2 separate regions of the Gossypium hirsutum genome follow, and region 1 is linked to region 2. A link is a contact called in public Hi-C data. All regions are on one chromosome and are shown on one strand. The core of a region is the stretch at or near the end of the contact, and the rest is flanking DNA. Distances in the headings are between cores, read along the strand shown.

The links. A called contact is a pair of places that touch in the nucleus more often than the background predicts.
Region 1: a Hi-C map of leaf shows a contact between it and region 2, with 2.0 times the contacts expected there. The contact joins the enhancer-like site here to the promoter of LOC107920157 in region 2. A contact is called at or near these places in 3 of 34 Hi-C or Micro-C datasets (callus and leaf).

The regions. Positions count from the first base shown.
Region 1 is chrA10:94,890,280-94,896,873 of Gossypium_hirsutum_v2.1, forward strand. It overlaps the pseudogene LOC107895532. Among protein-coding and RNA genes, the nearest start is that of LOC121209178, 45 kb to the right of the region's middle. Within about 2 kb of position 4,357, at least 8 of the 9 cell types and tissues checked have an H3K27ac peak or open chromatin away from gene starts, as enhancers often do. A contact at or near this core is called in leaf, where this site is marked.
Region 2 is chrA10:94,283,587-94,289,746 of Gossypium_hirsutum_v2.1, forward strand. It overlaps LOC107920157 (E3 ubiquitin-protein ligase Topors), which reads left to right and starts at 1,820. Exons shown (of 5, transcript XM_016849697.2): 1 at 1,820-2,409; 2 at 2,521-2,658; 3 at 2,732-2,789; 4 at 2,942-3,213; 5 at 3,296-4,262. The coding sequence starts at 2,057. The coding sequence ends at 3,356. It overlaps LOC107920155 (probable serine/threonine-protein phosphatase 2A regulatory subunit B'' subunit TON2), which reads right to left. Exons shown (of 12, transcript XM_016849696.2): 6 at 5,923-5,994; 7 at 5,651-5,783; 8 at 5,472-5,536; 9 at 5,292-5,367; 10 at 4,991-5,092; 11 at 4,577-4,769; 12 at 3,863-4,259. The coding sequence ends at 4,019. It overlaps LOC121208823 (small nucleolar RNA snoR104), which reads right to left and starts at 4,461; the gene lies at 4,344-4,461.

The sequences.
Region 1 (6,594 bases), core at 3,107-5,606, 610 kb after region 2:
AACCTCCAAAATAACCCAAATTGTAAATCCGATCAAATGGGTGTGCACGTCTTCTTTTCCAAAGAGGAAAATAACAAATAAACCAAAAAAAGAAAAAAACAAATACCAAAGCAGGAATATCGGTATAGTTCAGGGGCTTAATTGTGATTAAAACTTTTCTAATTTTTCAAAATTGAAAAATACCATTAATAAATAGAAATAATAAAAGCACCTTTGATACCTATTTTTTTAAAGGTTAAAATATAGATTTTGTACTCGTTCTAAATTTAAAATTTAGTCTTTATACTTTTATTTTAAAGGATTCGATATCTCTACTCTTCTTATTTCAAAACTTAAGTTTAATTATTAACACTGTTAAAATAATTTTATTAAATTCAAGTTCATTATAATATTATTTTTTAGTTACAATTAAAATCGAATTTTAAAATCTAAAAAATAAAAGAACTAAATTTCTTAAAATAAAAGTATAGACACTAAATTTTAAATTTAAAATGAATACAGAAACTATGACATATTTTATTTTTTTATAATAAAAACATGAGAAATAAAATATATTTCTTTTATATTTATATTGATTCAACATACTAAATCTAATATATGAAAATTGTTAAAAATTTTATTTTTGCCCTTATATGAATTCGAACCAAGCCAATTCATTTAAAATTAATAAAAATCCTTGTTTTGTTTTACAAAACATTTTCAGTGAAAACAATGAAATTTTTCTTTCTAATTTTTACATATTTTTATTTTTTAAAATTATTTTTTAAAATTATAACCAAATATATTTTCTTTAATATTTTATTTTTTCCAATAAAAAGCAAAAATGGCCTCTATTTCTTGGAACGAAATAGAGCCTAATCTTTTGGAAGTTCATAACTACCCCTTTCAAAGAATATTATCTCCAAAATTTAAATACAAATTTTCTACTTGATAATGTAATTTAACTTACCCTTACTTTTAACTCTTGTCAATAATTTTTTATCATTATATTAAACTTTATTTTAAATTTTTTAAAGCATTTATTTACAATATTATGATTAATATTTGATATATTATTAAGATGTTTTAATTTCACAAATAAAATTTAAATACAAATATATATTAATATTCTTTTAAACAGTTAAGAATCCATAAATGGATGGAATTTTGTTATATTATGCTTAATAAAGCTTTCTTCATGCAATGCTAAAATAAATGAATTAATTATGAGTGTTAAGATTTTTTGGTCTATTATGAAATAAATATGTCTGTGTTCCAATTTTTCTATCATTTTGCCAAATTATATTTAACTAAAATTACGTTCGAGTAATTTATGTAAGCTTAGATGATGATGATAATAATAATAATAATAATAAATACTTCTTACTATTTTTATATTTCACTCAAATTAACTTGAATTCACCTCTTGAATCTAAATGTAGGGCCAGCAAAATTTATTTTCATTCGATTTTTTTATACTTCTGAGTTATTCTACTTTTTAATTAACTCGCCTCTCTCACAAAATTACAAAAAGAAAAAAAATCTAATATTTTATAAATATATATATATTTATATAATTTCTAAAAAAATCTATAAAAAATGTTAATTTTTTAAAAAATAAAAATTTCTTCAAAATGTTAAATCCAAGACCTTAAACAAGTAAAATATCAAATTATTTTTCTCATACTAAAGTATCTCGTTTTCCTCATGTTCTTTTTTCTAAAAAAAATTTCAAATATATATGGTGTAAATTTTATATGCTCTAAATTTGAATTTAGTTAAACAAGGTTTTACATACTTTAACCTCTTTTTTTTAAAATTTAATTCAAACAAATTTATTCAATTTGATTTAAAAAAAATAAATTATATTAGAATGATAAAATAAAACTTGCCAAAGTCGATTAACTCAAATTTTGTTTACTCGATTCAATTGAATGATCACTCTTATTTAAATGAATATTTTTTCAGAATTTTTTAAAAAAACATATTCTTATCTTTTTAGTTGCAAAATGTTTTGAAAATATATATTTATTTATAATTAATAAAATTCGAATATTATTGACTTGCCTCAGTTATATCTGTTTATGGACCAGGCTACCCATGCAAAATTTGGGAGTGTTTAGATAAAAATATTAGAAAAAAAAAATAGGCTCAAGAAAAAAATTAGATCAATTTAAAACATCAGCTGAGCTTAGGCTTGAACATTTAAGGCTCAAGCTTGGCCTGACTTCATTTTTTTTTTAAGTTTGTAATGTTTTATATTATGTTACTTTTATATATTATGTAATTTATAACACTTAAAAATTAAATTTATAATTTTATTATATACTACTATAATGTAAACATTAAAAATGTTAAAGATGACTAAATATAATTTTTTTATAAATAAAAATATAAAAATAGTTAGATATTAAATTAAAATTAATATAAATATTTTAAAAATAATATGTATAATGTAAACATTAAAAAATGTTAAGATGACTAAATAAAACTTTTTTATAAATAAAAAAATAAAATATTTAGATATTAATTTAAAATTAATATATATATTTTTAAAATAATATGGGTAGACCTAAAATGTGTTTAGATTAGATATTTACATATATGGGTAGAATTGCACAAAATTTTAAACTCATATTTTAGAATAGGCTAGACTTAGACAAGTATAAAGTATGTTAATATCATGCTTAGGCTCGACTCAAACTTAACCCAACCTATGAACACCCCTGTCCTCAATTCTATTGAGAGACTTACAGGTTCATAGGTTGAGGGGTACTTCAACAAGTCAGTATTGTTCTATGTTCAAAGTTTTGTCTTCAAAATTTGTTGCAAGCCCTTACAAGTTCAACAGAATATAACCACCTCGTATCGACAGGAGGACTCATGACACACGGAAGAGTTTGCGCATAATCTTACTTGACTCAATGACTTGTAACATGTGGGCCCTTGATGTGAAAGCATATTATTAGTTGAGCTAGTTTGACTCTTAACGAATATTTTAATTATATATTAAAATATAAATTATTAAATTAAATATATATACTTATTAATTATTAACTAAATTATTTTATAATTAACATAAAAATTTATATTTATATTTAACCAGAGAATTGATCAATTCAGGCTATTTGATTCATTGAAAATTGCTTTTGAAAAATGATTTCTAAAAACTTGTTTGATTTTCTAAAAAAACATGGTATTTTTTTGATATTTAAATAGTTTTATGTAAAATATTTTTCGTTGTTTGATAATTTTTTTTAAATTCATTTTCTATAAGTTGTTTTAAGTAAACAAATGCAACATAAATATTTTCATAACTTAAAAAAATAATTATTTTCATAATTAATCTAGAATACCAAATTTAATTGTTAATTAAAAACATAATTTCTAAATACTTTCTTCCATAATTTTAATCTATAAATTTAATTAATAATAGATTCATGGCTTGAGTCGAAAACTTGTTAGACAATAACATTGTTGTAAACAACAAAAATTCGTAATGTCTCTTTTATATATATATATATATATATATATTTCGAAAAGAAGGTAAAATCTAGGCACCTAATCACATTGGTGTATAATGAAAAAATCTATCAAACTCAAGTCCATAATTTTGAGATGATTAGTTGAAAATGATCTAAGATTCTCAAGTTTCGAATTCAATCCTTGATACTTTAATCCTTTACATTATAGATATGAAGAAAAAGTATTACAAAAGTGAAGTTCACATTGATAATGCTGAATAAGAAAATGATGGGTTGATTTAATTGGTGAGCAACACACTTAGTTTTTTCTAATTTATCTTCACAAATCTACAAATAATTTTGGATGAATGATTTCACTAACACAAAATCAAAGAAATCAACACAAAACTCAGAAAACTAGTAGAAGTGAAGCAAAGTATGTTCATCTGTTGTTACAGTCAATATTACCAAAGGTCTAAACCAGAGGTGAAGTTAGTGTAGTGATCAACCCATTTCAACCTTTAATTAGAAGGCATGATTTTTTTAGGGCAATTTCTAACCAACTCAATTACCATAAAATTTGCAGAGAAGTAGTAAAGGAAATGAAGCAGAAGAAGCTAAGTAAATATCCAGATAAAGAAGAGAAGAAAATCAAACTAAATTCTAGCTGTAGGGTTCAGTTCCATCATCCACAAAACATCAAAATCCATGATTTCAACTCAAATTCTAAATGAAGTGAAAAGAATTACCTGAACAATAAAGGATCAAGGAGGAGATTTAGAGAGTGAAGATGAGAGTGGCTGCCAGTGAGAGATCCGGTTCGATGAAAGAACGATGAGGGAGTTGTACACAGATATAACAGATCTTCAGAAGAAGCAAAGTTGTTGAGATCGCCTGTGAGCAAAAGTAGTGATGGCAATTGGCAACCGGGTGGTCCCCATGGTTTTTGCCCGCCCAACCCGACTTGATAATTTACCGTCATGTCTTGACTTTAATTCACCCTAACTTTAAAATTTATATATTTAAATTTACTTCGAACCCAAAATTAAATATTATTAATATATCCGATTCCAACTCATCCCAAATTTAAATATTTTTTATATTTAGTATTGTCCAAGAATACTTTTTTTGGTGACTTAACTATTTTTCCTTGATCAAAATCAGAAAATTTGGGAAGTCTTCTCCAGAAATTAGTTTATATTGAATCAAACAGAACCTAATTAGTAATTTCTTATCCTGGAAAGAAAAGTAGAAGGAAAGGAAACTCAGCCTTTTCAAAAGGATTTTTTTAGTCAAAATATTGGTGGCTAAAGTAATTTGTAAAACTAAAAACAGAGAAGAGAGAGAAAAAAATCAGTGTTGAGTGTTGACAATCGCCCATACAGGCGCGTGGTCTTAATTTTCTAACTTGTTAAGAATCGGAAGCTAATAAAACGGCCTGGGAAAGTCATTTCAATTGAAAAATTTGTTGCTACTAAACTATAACGTAACCTCACAAGCCAACGGCTGAAATTTCTTTCTTCTCAAATATTGACGGCAATGATCGCTTTCATGTCATCGTCCGAATAGAACCGAACCGGGAGATGATGAGTGAATGAGAAGTAGGTAAGAATTCAAGCAACATTAAATAAGAGCTCTAATTATGCTTTTAGTCCCTATACTCTTTATATATTTGAAATTTAACTCCTCTACTTTTAATTCTAAGAACTTAGTCCTTTTACACTTTCGATTTGATAATTAAAGTTCAATGATAAACCCATCAAAAGACTACCATTAAATTGAATTATCTAGTAGCTTAACATAAAAAAAAATCACATAGCTAATATTACATGCTTAGAAGGTCAAATAAACAAAAAAATATTAAATTTAAGTTTGTAATTTTTTCAGTTCTAAATGAAAAGTTGTTCAAATTTGTTTCAAATAAGTAGAGTGAAAGTTTGATATTTTTTTACATGATTTCCATGAGACTTTAAATAGGCCACATGAACAATTGTTTTTTTTTAATGCCATACAATCTAATTTAACAAACATTCTTTGATGATGTTATCGAATGGGATTCAATTGTTAAACTAAAAAAATAGAGGAGCTAAATTATTAATATTTAAACTGGAATGACTATATTTTTAAGCATAACTATACCTAAATGGGATCTAAAATAAACAAAATACAAGTATATAAGTATAAATTAACTATATCATATATCATCAACCTATGATTCACATTCTAAATTGGCTAAAAATTTATTGAGTCTTTAAAGTATCACTATCGTATCAATCATGTCATTCCATTAGTCTAACAATTAATTTGATCACTAAAATACTAAGTTTATATCTAATATGAAGCATACTTAAAATATATAAATCAAATTGTAAACATATGTATACTTACTATCTATCGACAACTTAGATTTTATGTGGTTTAGAAAAAAGAAACTAGTCCTCTTAAATTATAATGACACAACTTATTTTTTTAATGTGTCAAATTTAAATCATCTACACAATAAGAACACACATATTTATATCTATACCTATATGTTTTAAATATATTCTATATCAAAATCATCATTAATGAAAAGATGTATTAAATATAAACATTAATACTTTAAAAAGTAAATTAAAATATTCTGAAATTTATGAACGAATTTAAAATTTGTACTATAATTTGAAAACGCTAATGCAACTAACTCTATAAGTATTTTAAAAGTTATAGTTTGTAAATTAGTAATATATTAAAATTTACACCAATACGAGAACATTCTAATTAAGTATTAAATATGAGTTAATAGTGAATCAATGCATATTACTTGGAAGTACCGGAAAGAATGACCGGATGGAGACGGAGGAATAGAGAGAATAATGGGGGAAGAAAGTGACAGGAAGAAGCGGTAGCAGGTGAAAAGTAAAAAGAATAGTTTGACTTGGACAAGTTTTAGCCACATGTAGACACTTTACAACATTTGGTACGGTTGCTCGCTAACCGTTTCTTATCAATTAAATGTCGGCGAGGTTAATTTTTTTTTCCCACAGCTTAAATTTGAAAAAGAAAATTTTAATGAATTTATAAAAATATAAAACTTAAATGGGAATCTGATTGAGATGCTAAAATTGAGTAAGAAAGGTTTTGGGGTTAATTTAATTAAATATGTTGAGTA
Region 2 (6,160 bases), core at 570-3,069:
ATGCTTAAAGGTAATCAAGAGAAGCTTTATATGATAATGAGAAATTAAAAATATAAACTTCACAAAACAAGAAGCTCATCAATGAAAATAGAGAGAAAGATGAAGTAATATGAGTGACTAATATCAATAGTGATATGAACTTTTATGTAACAGATTGGGTTCAATCCAAAGGCAATAATTTTAGTTCAGAGCAATGGAATTTCATCATGCAACATCAAAAACTTAATCTGTTAGATTTCATTATAGCATAGGAAGAAGAGAACTTGTATCTTGCTTCATTAAAATAGGATTCTTTTGTATCTTGCTTCATTAAAATAGGATTCTTTTGGGCTATCTTAATAAAATTTTAACATTGGAATTTTGTTAAAGGTTTCCTGATGAAGGGAGAAGAGATAAAAAGAAAGGGAGAAGAAGATATTGAAAATAAACAAATAAAAAGAGAATAAAAGAAAAAGAATGAAATTTGTTTTAGTTGTATAATTTGACAAAAGAATTTGTATGAATAGATTGCATTAATGTGCCACATTAACTTCTTGTTACACTTTTTAACGAGATTTAACAGTTGAGTGATCATAACGTAATAAATAATCTTAATGATTATATTATAATTATTTAAAATATGACTTGAGCAAATTACCTTAAATATCTAGAATAACACATTAGATAACAAGTGTTTATTTGAGATTGACCTAAAATGATATATATTTTAAAATTTAATCAGTAAACATTTTGGGCTATTTGAATCCAAAATGTATATATATGATAATAAAAAATAGGTTTAAATCATAAAATGGTACTTAAACTATTTTTTTTTTCAAGTTTCTATTTAAACTTTTTTTTTTGGTCGACTGATACCTAAACTATACCACAAAATGGTACCTAAACTATATCTTTTTTTCAAGTTGGTATTTCAACTTTTTTTTTGGACAAGTGATACCTAAATTATACCACAAAATGGTACCTAAACTATAAATCTTTTTCCTAGGTTTAGCTAAACATTTTTTTTTGGTTACAAGTGATACATAAAGTATACTCCAATACCCAAAGTAGTACTTAAATTATACTCAATTATCCAAATTATTTCAGTAGTTAAAAAAACCCTCTTAGCCAATTATTTTGTGACACATGGTACTACAAAGTTCCCAAAAAAGTTAATTATTATTTCCAAAATTTGTAAACATATTTATCTCTTTTGTTCTTCACTGAAGAAATCTGATTTTGAAAAAAAATCAAGAACTCATCGCAAAACTCATTGAAACGTAGTTGATGACAAAACCCAGATTTCAGTGAGTTTCTTCTCCATTTTTAAACCTCAATCAAAACTTGTCTATTATTTTTCTTAAAAATAATTTTTTTTGTTTTTTTCTATATATTTTGTATAAAATAGTTAATGCTATATGAATCTCTATAATGAAAAAAATTCAGATAAAGAGTGAAAACCTAATATTGGGCAGAAACTGGGTAGAAAAAAATTAAAAGGGAAAAAAAGAATTTTAGGGAGAGATTACAAGGAATTGAAATTTTTTAATTTAATTCAATTTAATATTTTTATAATTTAATTTAATTATATTCTTTGAATTTTATTTTAATATAAAGTATCACGTGTCACAAAATGATTGGTTAAAATATTTTTGTTTAACAATTGAGTAATTTGGGTAATGAAGTATAATTTAGGCATCATGTTGGGTAAGGAAGTATAGTTTAAGTAGCACTTGTGATCATAAAAATGTTTATGTACCAACTTAAGAAAAATGTATAGTTTAAGTATTATTTCGGATAACGAACTATAATTTAGGTACCACTTATGATAAAACAAAGTTTAGTGAGAAAAAAAAGAGAGTAAAGAATCATATTATGATTTAAGCCTAAAAGATGATATAGGCACCAAATTGAATTCTAAAGCTAATGTGAGGTGACAATATTGTATTATCCCTATATATTTTTTGGAGTTTCGTTTGATATCTATTATCGACTCACGACGGCAACACCGCCTTTCAGCGACAACATAAAAATTCGTGATCTAAAGACCAACTTCTTTTCTCTTCTCTTTCCTCAAATGGATTCACCCTCGTCTTCACCGAAACCATTGGGGAAATCGGACATCCAGAGATTCATACGAAGAGTAATTTGTCCGGCCATCGTCGACGAAACATGTCCCATATGCTTGAGAACCATCGACATTCCTGGAGCGGCAGTTCTCACCGTTTGTTTCCACGCTTACTGCTTGGACTGCATCCGCAAGTGGAGCGATTTGAAGAGGAATTGCCCTCTCTGCAATTCCACCTTCGATTCTTGGTTCTACAAAATCGATCTCTCCTCTCTAAGATACCTCAAACAGCAGTTACCTGCTATCTCTGACTGCAAATCGGCTATTCCACGACCTCGGTTCACCGTATCTGATCGTCGACGGTGAATTTTCTTTTTTGATTAACGATTATCTGAGTCTTTAACTGTAAGTCGAATAAAAGAATTGATTGTTTAGGTTATTCCTTTTTTTTTTCTTTTTAATTATTTGGTTAGGATCATCGAAAGGACCAGAAGAGAAATAAACGATGTTAACCGGAGAACGAGACCGTTGCCTTGGCGGCGATCTTTTGGGCGACCTGGGACTGTGTCGCCTCTTGTTATCGCCGAAAGGAAGCTTCAATGGCGTGCCAGGTACCTTATGAAGACCCAATTTAGTTATATTTGCTTAATTCTAAGATTTTGGCTGATAGGGTTTCTCTTGCAGTGTGTATAACCGACGGCTGCAAGCTGTGCCTATATATCATGGTAATGGTTTTCAGCAGGTAGGTTTACCTGGTTTAGTTCTTTGAAGGTTTGCATTTTTTTTTTCCATATATTTGAAATGTGACGAATATGGATGACATAAATCAGTGGATTTGATTAGCAAGGAAGGGTTATTTTGCATCATTTTGATGCTTTCTCTCTTTGCTTTCAGAATGTTCCTAGGATTAGGAATGATTTTGAGAAAGAGAAACTACTGCAAAGAATAGAACCATGGATTCAAAGGGAGCTTGAGGCTATCCTTGGAGATCCAGATCCATCAATCATTCTTCATGTTGTGTCCTCGCTTCTCTTCTCTAGACATGAAGGAAAGCATGATGACTCTTCCGCCTCTTCGACACAGCTCAGTTTTGTCAATGACAACTTTCTTGCTTCTTTGGAACCTTTTTTACACGACCAAACCAACATGTTTTGGCATGAACTCAGGTGAGTTATACACCTTTTCTTTTTTGGTTTGCTTGAAGATTTCCTTTTCTGTTATTATTAAACTTTTAGAAATGTACACCAGATGCTTTGTGGAGAGTCCACTTACCATGGAAACTTATGATGCAGTAGTTGAGTATAGATAGATGGAGTAGCGGCGCTTAGCCGAGTTGCATATTATTTTAACTGTCTACCCACTATATCTGTGGCGTTAGAGATCAGTTCCTTCAGAGCTTGTTATCCTCGATAGTCTGGTGATGGCTGCACTATCAGTTGTTAAGCCATCAGGTAAAATGGCACAGCTTAGAGATTGAAGGATTTAATCAAATTCTGAAGCTAGGATTTAACTGATGAAAGAAAAAAGTGCTCAGTACTATCAAATTGCTTAAAGTTGAGAGATCCAAGTAGGGGCTTTGGTAGCCGTCGAATAAGTAGAGCGGAGCAGATTAAACACGTCAGCTGGAGTTGCAAGCCAGCCAGGTGGCAACCAACATTCTTGTAATAGCCGTCAGATAAGTAGAGCCGGGCGCCGACCAACAGATTCTTGTAAATGTTTGCTTGGATCATATTTTGATTTTATATCATTTGACGTTCCCTTGGGCATGATTTGTGCAATGATCAAAGTAATTTATACAATTTATCGGAAAATATGTATTTAATGCAATAGATTGAAATTTGAAGAGGAGTTACAGAGTTTGTGACAACTTTCCAGAGCATAAATCTTACAAGCTTTGCAACAAAATAATACATCTTGCAAGAAGAACAAGTACCTTGGATAAAAGAAGCAGCAGTTTGATCAAATATGCAATCATGATTCTTCCTCTGGCTCCTCTTCTTCTTGAAGAAGGTTCTCTCTGTTATCATGTGCCCAAAATCCGCGCACATCTATGAGCATGCTGGCCACAGTCCCACCCTGCTTACAAGCTAGGAGGTCAGCCAACGTAATCCTCAATGGATCGGCTGGCTTTACCATATCCCATATTTCATCCCGAACATCTTCGATACACAATTCGTAGTTGCCCCCTTCAATCCATTTCTGGTGTACATCTCTGTTTCAAGGATCCAATGAGTTCTTTCAGTTGATGACATTATTATAATGGTGGTAAATGTAAATCAACAAGTGTTTTCATCATTCATGTCTCTGTAGATATGAGGCTTGTAGAAACTAGCTCAAGTGCTACAAGCAGGAAAATACAGAATTTTATGTAGGAAGGTTGTATCAGGCAACATCTCATCTCTGTAATGCTCCCCTTCTTCGCTTCCATTTTTTTCGAGATATGCTCGATTGCTCAAATCACATAATATAGGTCAGAACCATGATAGTCAAAATAAAACTTCAATTATGAATATATGAAGAGGCCATTACCTGAAAAGAGAATGAATATCTGCTGTTGTGAGGAATCCCCTACCATTAAGATCAAGACAACGGAACAAATATGTTAACCCTTCTGGAGTATCTTTATTCTCAAGGGCCAGAACAAAGTCAAGAAAACTGTCGAAGTCCATCTCTCGATTACTTCCAGCACCAATTTTGCAACGTCGGACATGCTCATCAAATACTATTGAAAGCATAAGAAATCGAAAAAATGAGAACTCAAATTGGAATAAAAAATAGTAGAAAGAATACAACTTCGTAATAGAAGAGGATGATATATGATTGGTTTACTAACAGTCCAAGTCCACCTCTAATTTTGTTTTGAAAGACGTTGGAAGTAACAACCATGCTTACAAATCAAACGCAAAATCACAGTAAAAAGGAAACAATAGTGTTATATTCTACCTCTTTCGATGAAAATTTCAGTTAGAGTTCCATCCGCATATTCTTTAAGCTCCTGCTTGCTCAGTGTTCCATTCATATCTTTATCGAGGGCAAGAAACATATCTAGGAGAAGAATAGGTATGCAGTTAGTACATCATTGCATCATATTTCTCACGTAATTATTTACATAAGCAGTTTTCAGACCTCAGAATGGTAAGAGTAAGATTAAGATCCACTAGACAATCAGGTTCAAAGGAGAGGAAAACAAAAACGACAAAAAACTCTTTGTCTCTAAAGAAATTGAATATGCCAAAGTACACACCACATATACGTTGTGCAGAAGTCAAGGAAAACCAATTTTCAGCTTGCTCAGTGTCAGTGACTTCTTCCTCACTTTCCTGCACAAAAGTTTAATGAAGGAACGAGAAAATAACTTAAATAGTTATCAAAACTAGGCATAAGAGAATTGTGTATCTATGAGATATAATCATCAATAATGTACCTGATGTAGTTCCATTAATTCCTGGAGACAGTTACTAAGCAGCACCTTTTTTATGCAGGCCTTTCCTGTGAAAAAATATGAAATGTTAACTATTTGAACACATCATGATGGAAGCACTAAAACTAGTTACTGATAAGATATCAACTAGATGTTGGTAAAGGTATTTTGGTTACGCAGACCTCGTCTATGAGGATCACAAAAGAAAGAGAATTTATGTGCAGCTATGCGACAGTACATTTGAACAAAGGCTGCAGGCATATCCCGTAGTTGTGCCAGGTTAGGAATAAGACCACGAATGTAGGCCTCCATTTCCTATAAAAATAATTGTTCTTAAACATGAGAAATGGTGAAAAACAAACAGGTGCTGGAGTGGTAGTCAATCAGAAAAGAGATCACATGGTGAAAAGATAATTTAAATACTTCAAAGCTTGAAGACGCAAAGACTCCTTACATGAGGTTGAAGGAAACCATCTGAATCCTCATCAAGCTCGCTCATATCAATTCTGGCCTGTGTAAGAGAAACCTGAAGAACAATGAAGAATTAACAGAAGTCAAGGAACCACTTTCTCAACAAAAATAAATTAAAATGCAAAAGTAGATGATATCTAAGTTTCTTGAAACATCATGATTGTAGGACTGACATCGTTAGTCAACAAAGCAACAATCAATAATGGACTGATCCTAAGACT